Regions from separate parts of the Gossypium hirsutum genome. Here all the other regions are linked to region 1. Evidence: chromatin contacts called from public Hi-C data. All regions are on one chromosome and are shown on one strand. Each heading gives the region's core, a stretch centred on a gene start, on an enhancer-like site or on the middle of the called end of the contact. The rest is flanking DNA. Distances are from core to core; before and after follow the strand shown.

Evidence for each region. A called contact is a pair of places that touch in the nucleus more often than the background predicts.
Region 2: a contact with region 1 is called in a Hi-C map of leaf, with 2.4 times the contacts expected there. The contact joins the promoter of LOC107954657 here to the enhancer-like site in region 1.
Region 3: a contact with region 1 is called in a Hi-C map of leaf, with 1.8 times the contacts expected there. The contact joins the promoter of LOC107954656 here to the enhancer-like site in region 1. A contact is called at or near these places in 14 of 34 Hi-C or Micro-C datasets (callus, fibers, hypocotyl and 3 more).

What each region holds. Positions count from the first base shown.
Region 1 is chrD07:32,929,873-32,933,521 of Gossypium_hirsutum_v2.1, forward strand. No RefSeq gene overlaps it. Among protein-coding and RNA genes, the nearest start is that of LOC107954655, 5.3 kb to the right of the region's middle. Within about 2 kb of position 1,794, at least 1 of the 9 cell types and tissues checked has an H3K27ac peak or open chromatin away from gene starts, as enhancers often do. A contact at or near this core is called in leaf, where this site is marked.
Region 2 is chrD07:33,038,170-33,041,818 of Gossypium_hirsutum_v2.1, forward strand. LOC107954657 (fimbrin-2) reads left to right here and starts at 1,812. Exons shown (of 14, transcript XM_016890281.2): 1 at 1,812-2,035; 2 at 2,107-2,277; 3 at 2,468-2,709; 4 at 2,809-2,980; 5 at 3,438-3,476; 6 at 3,585-3,649. The coding sequence starts at 1,949.
Region 3 is chrD07:33,015,407-33,019,055 of Gossypium_hirsutum_v2.1, forward strand. It overlaps LOC107954656 (protein PEP-RELATED DEVELOPMENT ARRESTED 1, chloroplastic), which reads left to right and starts at 1,825. Exons shown (of 8, transcript XM_016890280.2): 1 at 1,825-2,287; 2 at 2,728-2,883. The coding sequence starts at 1,955. It overlaps TRNAK-UUU (transfer RNA lysine (anticodon UUU)), which reads left to right and starts at 1,762; the gene lies at 1,762-1,834.

The DNA of each region.
Region 1 (3,649 bases), core at 544-3,043:
AATTTGATTACTAAATTATTTTAAAATTTTCGTCCAAATCAATGAACTATTCAAAAGTTTTTATTTAAGTCACTATGCTATTAATTTTTTTTTCTTTTAAAAAAAGTTCTGTCAGCGAGTTCTATGTAATGATTTGATAATTAATACAGTGGATTAGTACCCATCGATAAGTAGAAGAACATAGCTTAGATATAAGTCGATTTGACAGCTAGTGTTAGAGATTAAAGAAAAAAACAGTTTGAATTTCGGTTGAGAGATTTATGATATCTAAAGTTGTTTATTGAAAAAAAATTAAACTATAGAAGGGAAGGGTAAAAAAAGCTATTGATTGGTGTAAGTAGTGTGAACAGAGAAAAATAGATAGCATCAATTTTAAGAATCTTATAACTTAAATAAAAAATTTTAAATAGTTCAATGGCTAAAATAAAAATGAATAAATAAAAGAAAAGAAAATAGAAAGAAAAAGGAGTCAAAGGTTCCATAAAATACAGCTATGGGTTTATTTCTTTATTCCCCATAATTTGTCTTGTATTGTTTCGAGATACGATGCCCTGTTTTGTTTTGCAGAAGGGAAGATTTCAAACAACATTCCTATTCATCTTTTCAGGGCTGGTATATACTGTTAAATCTGCCATCACCTTTTTTGCTTGTCCCATTCCCCAGATTTTCGCACATATAATGGAATCAAGGCCTAGATTATTTACATGTGAATGAATAGGGAAAGAAAGACATTAGGCTGTTTAACATTCATTTCAGCTTGCTAATCATGAATGCTTGGATCCCAAGAAAGGCACTTCATCTTTAATTATTTAGTCAACCACTTTCATCTCCTGTGTTGCCAAAACTTGAATTGGCGAATGCTTAAATATCATTCCGATGGCTTTACAAAAAATGATATAGAAAATTAAATCTAATTATTGAAGAAAGTTTTTTTTTCGTTACCACAAATGTATAATTGAATACTATTTAAAATCAAATATCCATCCCTTCTAAATTAAAATTTTATTGTATTTTAACTTTTTTTAATTCCGAAATAAAAATACTTTTTGGTTGGATTTGAATAATTGTTTAACTTATAAACTAGAAGGTTAATGTAAAAGAGTTTTGATATTTATGTTTTTTTTTTCATTTTGGTATTTTAATTTAGTAATTAGGTCTATTTTAGTCATTCAATTTAGAAAATAAAAAAATGATGATATTATCTGATTTTTAAAAAAAAAAAATTCAAGTGATAGTGTGGCACAATGTAAAAAAAGAATTATGCCATCAAATATTGATTAAATCTAAATTCAGAGATCTCAATTACTGGAGGCGAACATGTCCCTCCTTCCAAAAAATGAAAGGATTATAATATAGTTCCCTCTTAAGTGATTAAATTAAAACTTGATATATATATTGTACAATTATAGTTTGCCCCCAAAAATTAAAAAAAAATGTTTAGCCCCTCAAAAATGATAAAATTAATACATGATTAAATTATATTTTGGTTTCTCAAAAATTTAAAATATAATTTTGGTCTCCAATCAAAAATATTTCTCAAATTGAGAAAAAAAATGGCCTAAATTTCCTGCTTTTAGTTGCCAAATTCAGGCATTAAAATGGAAAAAAGAAAGTATAGGTATTAAATTGAACTTTAAGAAAAAAACTTAAGCCATGGAAAGTCTAACCGAACCAAACATATTACTATCCGAATTAACACGTAAATCAAATTGAATAAAAGATGAAACACGGTTCCAATTGATCTTCTTACGATTCTCAGTTCCACTTTTAGGACGGCTCAAAACTCCATCGTTTTGCTAGTGGCCATGAAAAGAAATAGTGGGCAAATCTGCCTTTAGGCCCAAACAGGATCTATCTCAGTCCACTTATTTGGGTCAAACTCTAGATCTTTTACCTGTTTTAAAATCTAACAATAAGAATTTTATTCTAAAGCTTAAATTATGCTATTAGTCCTTGTATTTTGTAAAAGTTGTTGATTTAATTTCTATATTTTTAGTTGGTCTTTTTAGTCCCTATACTTTTCAAATTTTAAAATTTCAGTCCCCAGCAAATAATAACTTTAAATTTATTAAGTAAAGTTATGTTTATTTTCAAATCTGATGTGACGAATATATTATCATATGTGTAATGTCATGTTAGCATATTATTTCTACATATTACTCACTAAAAGTCCAGTTAATGGATTAATGATTGTCATTTGTGTCAAGGCTCAAATTTCAAAATTCGAAAAGTATAGGAACTTAGAATGATCTAATTGAAGAAAATGAACTAAATCTACAACTGTACATGCAGTACAAGACTAGTAATTGAATTTAACGAAACGAATTTAATTTTTACTCTTTGGGTCAGGACTAAAAGTGACCAATTCGAAAAGTAAATGGACTAAAATTGATCAAATAAAAGTATAAGGACTAAATCCACAACTTTTGCAAAGTATAGTAACTGATATCAAAATTTAACCTATTCTAAAATAATCTAATAAAAGTGAAAAATAAAGAGAAAATATCAAGAGAGATAAAATATCTAATCAAATAGAAAAGCAAAATAGAGAACTTATAACACTCCATACCCAACTCGATCGCCGAATTCGAACTACGGGATGCCACATTGGTTGTTGGAGCAACTACGATTCAATTTGCCCTTTTATATATGCTATTAACAATTTTAATTAATCTCAATATGATTTTCTATCATTTTCAAGTCTTACACAAGCTTACAAAAGCTCTTTTGCTAACCCGATGTCGAATTAAGACCAAATTGTAAAGTTTGTAAAATATCAGGTTGACGTTGTGGCTTCGACAGTTCCTCGTCGCAACGTAACTCACTGGTGATTTCTTGTCATGATGAAAAGAGCTCAACGTCACGACATGACCGCTTGTTTCAAAATGGTTCAAATGGTACCAAATTGCATCACCTATATAAACAAACCAATACCACAATTGTACCATTTCAGTAAAGAATACCATTCCCAAATACTTAATTCTAGCCTTTAGTATCATCTATACATATACATTACACAAATTCATTATCCCAACTTTAATACATATGACAATTTCCACATGTCAAATCATTTAAACCATTTCCATCCACGTATATCAATTTCATATAAGTATAAACTACATTGCACTAAAATTAAACTACATTGCCAATCATGAATTCAATTTGACCATATCAATATAAAACTGACTCTGAAACCTAGGTACATGCCATATATCAAAATTAAAAAGGGGCTGTACAAATATTACTGAGTCTGAGGTTACAAATTGGATGCTGAGTTACTTATCGAGACCTCACAATCCACCTTTACATGTGCACGGAATAAAAAAACCGTACATTGAGCGATAAAACTCAGTGGTACTTTCATGATTCAAGTCAAAGTTATAATAGCAAAAGCACACAATAAAATTCAAATCTAATGTCTAACTCATTCACATATACCAATTATGCCAATAGTTTGCATTCATATATGACATGAATATATATAGCAATTTGCATACTAATTCACAAAAATTTTTGCACATAACTTACCATGTCTTAACATTCAACATTAGGATACCAATTCTTTCATTTGTAGCATACCCAATTGAAACATATTCTCATTGACAAATTCATATGATTGTGTCATACCATACTTTTTAGTACTTACCAT
Region 2 (3,649 bases), core at 562-3,061, 110 kb after region 1:
AACAAGGATCATCAAGGTAGTTTCTAAAATAAAAATGACAAGTAATATCATATAAGCATATTTTATAACGAGATGGTCAACTTCATCCATCTTATAAACTAGAGTAACAAGCACATTTTAGTTCACTTCATTTCATAAATCTCATAAATTCATTTTTTATCTTCGTACTTACAAATGTGCAATTTTTGTATCTTACTAGACATTCTTGAATTCATTTGTCTTATTAGGCCCTTCGTAACCTTAGTAAAACTGGACTAAAAAACTCGAGAATTTCATCCAACTCCACCAAGTATTTATATAATCATTGCACAAATGTGCATTTCAACCTACACAACCAAGATATAACACTAAGAGTGCTCCAACCCACACAACCAAGGTTCTCAAAGAGAACATTCCTTTAGTCCACATTGAATGTGAAGCCAAGGTAACAATACCAATAGAGGGTTCAACCGAGTCCAAATTAAGGTAGGGATATAACAATAGGAAACTTTTAGAAGCTGTGTAATTATTGGTTAGTTAAACGACACCACGTCAAAGCAAGCAACTATGCTTATTAAAAGTGTAGTTTTGAAAACTTGAAAGTACTGTACAAGTAATCATGGAACCCTAACATTAATATCTCGAACAACAATAGCCTCTGTCTTCACTAAAGAGATGCCACCTTATTCCCCTACTGATAGTCTCATAGAAACTCACTTTATAAATTTCTTTTTAACTAAGGGGACAAATATCATATCCTTATATTAAAATATCTCTTAACACCTTAGGAATGAAGCTCACACCATTACAGATATGGGAGAGGTATAGCCATAATGTCCTCTAGGATAACCATTACATCATGTTCAATCTCATTTAATGATCTCAACTTCTAGGCTTGCCAACCTCAAGAAAGTCACATTCGACTCACACCTTATATGAACCATGAGATTAAACTCTACAAGAAAGTAATCATGAGATAAAGGCCCACTCAAATTGCTCTCCCTCTCCTCCAAGATGAATGGGATAAACAAGAAACTAGATACTAGAACTTTATCCATGTGCCGCCTTAACCTTCTCAAATTACTAATCTTAATGGCTTTCCTCACAGTCCATAGTATGGATGAACCTTAATTTAATATCTCTTTGCACTCCGTACACTATAAACCGCCCTCACGAATTATGTGACCTTAGTAAAAATCACACTCGGCAAGGTTTTAAAATTTAAACTGGCTTAGACATTTTTCTTAAATCCCCTAACAATGGAGACACGAATTACCTGTTATTTAAAATATGAACCAACAGTTAGAGATGGTGGGCGAAATAGACATTCAATTTGAATTCTAAAAACAGAAAAGGGAAGGCGTAATGGACCCAATATCCATCCTTCCAACTCCGAGTGGTTCGAAGGGCAAAGGCCCACAGTTACTATTCATTTGAATAAATAAAAGAACGGTTAAAATATGCATATAGTTTCTGTACTTTTTAAAAATTAGAAATTTAGTCCCAGTTCTTGTATTTTCACGAATTTAATCTCTTTATTTTTTAGATTTTCAAAATTCATCTAACTGTTAATACTGTTAACTCTTTTTTTTTTGGTTAAATTCAGGTTAATTACAACATTTTTTTTACTTACATGGGTAACAAGTGAGTGATTCTTTTTTTATATAAGAAAACAGAGAGTGATAATAGTTGTATATGAATTTTGAAATCTAAATGGTAGAGGAACTAAATTTCTAGAAATACAAGTACAAGGAGTAAATTCCTAATTTTTAAAAAGTACAAGTACTATAGACATACTTTATCCTAAAAGAAAATAAAAAAGGGGACAGAATGGTCATAATATGAATTGTCAGAAGCAGTGTTGCTCTTGCCAATACCAGCTACAACTCCCACTTCTCTTCTCCTTCTTCACAAACTCAGGCCAAACATAAAAATTTGTCATTAGATTCTGATCTAAATAAAAACAAAGATGTCTGGTTACGTAGGCATTTTGGTCTCAGATGCATGCCTGCAAAACCAGTTCACTCAAGTCGAACTTCGTAGCTTAAAATCTCATGTAACTCAACGATTCTTTCATTTTTCTCCTTCTTTTTTGATCGCAGTTACTAACACTTTGTTTTTTGGTAGTTTACTAGTATGCGAAGAGAGAGCGGGAAACTAACGCTGGGAGACTTAGCATCCAGAATGTCCAGATTGAAAGCTGTGGGAGAGAATCTGAGTGACCAAGAAACTACAGATTTTATCGCTGCTTTGTATCCTAACTTCAACGATGAGGTCGATTTCGAGTCCTTTTTGAAGGTTTGTTGTTGTTGTTTTTGGTGTTCCAATCCCTTTTTTTTATCGTTAATATATTTTTTTTTTCTTAAAGTTCAAGTTTATGAAAATTTGAATTTGGATTGTTGTTTCAGAAGTAACTTTTCAGAAAACCTTTTTTTTTTCAAAATTTCCTGGAAAGTGGATTATCAATCACTGTGTTTTGTGTGGATAGGTTCATCTGAAACTTCATGCACATGCAAGCTCTAGAACAGGAAATCCAGCAAAGAACTCATCAGCATTCCTCAAGGCAGCTACAACTACTCTGCTTCACACCATAAGCGAATCCGAAAAGGCATCCTACGTTGCCCATATCAATAATTATCTCGCTCAAGATGGGTTCTTAAACAAATACTTACCCATCGATCCGTCCTCAAATGATCTATTTGAGATTGTTAAAGATGGAGTTCTTCTTTGGTAAATCCTTCTTTCTACCTTTTTAAAACTATTAGATTTGTTGTTTTTATGCCAGCGGGAGAAGATTTTTTTTGAAGCTTTTATACAAAATAAATGCAGCAAACTGATAAATGTAGCAGTTCCGGGTACCATTGATGAAAGGGCTATTAATACTAAGAGACTGCTCAATCCATGGGAAAGAAATGAAAACCATACACTATGTCTCAACTCTGCCAAGGCTATTGGCTGCACTGTAGTCAATATAGGAACACAAGATTTCATTGAAGGAAGGGTATGCGTATACTTATACTGTTGGTCTGTTGCATTGCTGAACTAGTTTATTTGATGGTTGGATTTTCACTTGAGTTTAAGAAAGACATGTTGGATAAAAGCATTATTTTTAAAGCATGCTTCATTGCTTTTGTTGTTTTTGTTATTCCCAGAGCTGTGGCCAATGTGACAATCTTTAATGCTATTCTTTTCACTTCTTAACTATTTTTCAATACAATGATTGGTGTTGGGAAGATCATTGCTTCTCATATTTGGCCTGGACTAGGTAGACCATTTATCTGTTTATTAATGCTAAACCAAAATCGAAACCCTTTCTTATTCTTGCTTCATTCCTGTTCCACTCTGAAACTTTACTTTCCAGAACATGTTTTGTTTGATCACCTCTTACTGAAATTATTTAAAGTATATACTTTGAAAATGATTAGCGAGAATGATATCATCTCGGGTTCCTTTTACAGAGACATCTTGTGCTTGGATTGATTTCTCAAATTATAAAGGTAACTTGATCTCTCAAATTATTGTCTAATCCAAAGCAATTAAAACTTTGCAACCTTGATACTTACAATGGCATAGGCCAGTCTTGCTAAAAAACTATGCTGTTTTAGATACAACTGTTGGCAGACCTCAACTTGAAGAAAACACCTCAGTTGGTGGAGCTTGTTGATGATAG
Region 3 (3,649 bases), core at 575-3,074, 86 kb after region 1:
GGATATTTACACCTATTTGTTATTTGAATTATTCGAATTGTAAAATTCAACTCGATTTGAACTCAAAACTCGAATTACTTATTCGAGTTGACTCGAATAATTTGAATAACTCAAAATTTAATTTAATTTTTTAAATTTTTTTCAAATTGAATCGAGTTTTACTCCCCGCTAATTCTAACATCTCATATTTATTAGATTATTCCCTAACATCACCCATAGTAAACCAAGATATTGAAGCATCCTTTTTTTTCTTCCCTCACATACTAGAATATCAGTAGCTCTTAAAATCCATTTATCACCCAATTCTAATTGCATTATAAAGGCATTAACTTTTCTGCAGAAGTGTTTTTAGGTTCTTGTAGTCTCTTTGTTCCTCAAACAATTGTTGTCTATCTATCAACGAATTTAGCCAGGTTGCTTCCAATAGAAATCCTATTTCTTTTCAAATAAGATTTCAAAATCGGATATTCCATTAAACATTCTTTTCCCTTTCTATTGATTACCTTAATTCACTTTTTTGTAGCTTATATTATGATCGAAAACTCCGTCATATCATATAAAATTGTGTCTTCTAATTTATGAACACTATTCAATATATCATCTATCATATCATTTTGAGAAAATTTACTCCAAAAACTTGCACCATCATCACTTTTAAATCCATGAACAATGTGTCCTCTAAGAGTATATAGCCTTTATAAGAAGGATTTTATGAAGTGTATAAAGATTTTATAACTTTTATTGTAGAATTTTCATATACGTCTTCATACAAAAATAATATAGATGTTATAATATAGTCTTCATAAACTTAATTTGCTATTAGATCAAAATTTGATTGAAATATTTGGCTTGACGTGTTTCATGGAAAAACTTTTTTTATCCAATAATAGATATATAATTATATTTTAATATAAAATATATGTTCTAAAATTAAAATATATTATTATAGTATAAAATGTTTTTTTTACAAAAATTTAAATAAAAATAATTTCTTAAATTTAAATTATGCATGTGTATTTGAAAAATTATAAAGTAATGATATTTGCTTATAATTTACCTACCTAATTACCCCAATTCTCAACAATTCTCTAAGAATTGAAGAGTGTAATTAAAGTGTTCCAATTACAACCAATTCAATAAAACCTACTAATTATAATATAATTATAAGTAATTACTACCAAATCTAATTATTAGGTGACTTTCTAAAGACTATCTAATCATTGAGGATGAACCTTCATTGAATAGAAATAGATGCTACGATGGCATATGTTTTCTAGTCAATCAAACTATGAGCTTTCTTGGAAGGGTCAGAAATTTCAACCTCATCCATCATGAGTACGTGCCTACGTAGGGACTCCAAATTTCACGACAAATTTATCCTCTTACAACACCTCCTGATGAAATTGGAATCTCTCCAAATTACCCACAAAATGTCAATTATCGCTAGGCAGCCTACGATGCATAGGAAGATAAAGTACTTATGGGAAACATTTGCACCCTTTAAACGCATATCCGATTACATATATAGACAAGTTACCACTCAATGGACTTTCTTATACAGAGAACGATACTTAGTTGTTCTAATATCCCATGGCACTAATTGTACTGCTTTTGTGCTTTACTTTTTGCCCTTGTACACAAAAAAGAAAAAAGTGAGAGTTCTTATAAAACAATGGACCCTTTTTGTTTCTTCGCTTTCCAAACGACTTTACATTCATATTTATCTTTCTGTTACTTGTGTAAATGCGTTCAGAACCCAACGCCGTCTTAGCTCAGCCGGTAGAGCGCATGGCTTTTAACCATGTGGTCGTGGGTTCGATTCCCACAGACGGCGTTTTGTTTTCATAATTTTATTTGACCTTTTTATAAGAACCTGAATTAGGATATGTATTATTTTATTTTTTGTCCTCTGGTATTTCTCCAAAACCCAAACCCCTTCCCCCCACGATAGAAAATGTTGAAGAGCAGTGTCTTCTTCTCCTTCCCTAGTTGTTCCGCTCCAAATCTTCCTTCGCTCTTCTTCCCCACCTCAGTCCCCTTTAGCTTCTCTACCCCCCACTTCCATTGCCAAATAAAACAACTCAAGGTAACGAAGCAGCAATTCTTCTGCCGCGTGTCCTCCAGCTATGAAGTTGGTGGAGGCTATCCTGATGAAGAACTTGAACGAACTTATAAAACCCAGACCCAGCAACTTCAAGGCAGTCAGAACTTAGATTCTTCTCAGTATGATGCTTTACTCAAAGGAGGAGACCAAGTCATTTCTGTTCTTGAAGAAATTATTACCCTTGTAAGCTCTCCATTCTTCTTTCCTTACTGCTATCCTTTAAAGAGGTTGTCTTTTGAAGGATGCTTGAATTTATTTGTGGTGGATACTGGTTTTAAGGGCATTAATACCCACAAATTTACACCACTAGTTGGCAGTTTTAATATGCTTATGAAAACTTTCAAGACATGTCTACAGACCCCACAATTAAGCTGCAACAGTAGTTGAATTGTGACTTAGGACTTTAGCTGCCTGTTTTATGTACCAGGCAGTAGCTAGCATCTCTGTGACTTATATTTGTATTGTTTGCATCCTATTATAAACCAATTTTTATTTTCAGATCAGGCTTTTCTGTGAATCATTCTTTAGAAAGTTGAATCCCTCTTCTTCAATCTTCACAAAGACTGTAGTGATTAGCGAATTGCATCTCTGTCTTGACTATCTGATATGCATGGTTGGTTCAGTTGGAAGATATGAACATGGATGAGGCATCTGAGGAGGTAGCAGTTGAGTTAGCTGCACAAGGAGTAATTGGGAAAAGGGTTGACGAAATGGAATCAGGGTTCATGATGGCTCTAGATTACATGATCCAAGTTGCTGAAAAGGACCAAGATGATAAGGTAGAGCAACTTTAATTGTGCATTGGTCACATTTTTTAAGGTTCAAGTGTAGAATACCTCTTTTGCAAAATAGATGTTGTAAGCTTTTAGATGCAGTAGTTCAGGTTTCGAATTTGTTCGCTGTTCACTTGGATGCTGTATAAAAATGAAGCTTTATTTACTTTTGACTTTGTTATAAATTAACCAGGCTCCAAGAGCAAGCTATATCACATGCCAAAATTGGTTTTTTGAACTGTAAATATTTTTTCATGTCTTTTCATTGTGTATTTTAAGATGTAAGATGACTATAATGTTTATTGAAAATAAGAATTTCAGCATGAGTTTGTCAAACATGATTTGAAGAATAATTGAACTTGATCGCGTATTCCATGTACTGCTCTACTATCTGCCTGATCTTGTCTGTATCCAAGACCAATTAAAATATTGTGTTAGCGGTGTTGCCAACTTATAATACTTGTCATTGTGGTTATTTGGCTCTTGTTACAGAGATTTATAGCATCAATTGAGACTAGCTGAAGGTGCCATCCCCCTTCTTTCTAGTCCTTTTCCTTGATGTAGGACTTAGAAAGTAACAGCAGCTTAGGACTGCTTCTAGTAACCAACAGTGTTTCTTTAAATGGTATCTGGGTTTTAGTTGTCAGTTTGACGTCTGACATGGTTTGAGATTGCTACCCCTCTTTTGCTAGTTGTCGGTCATTGTTTGATCTCTTTATCAGTTGATGCTTTTCTCTCATGTGAATAAATTCAAAATGGACTTTCTTTTTTA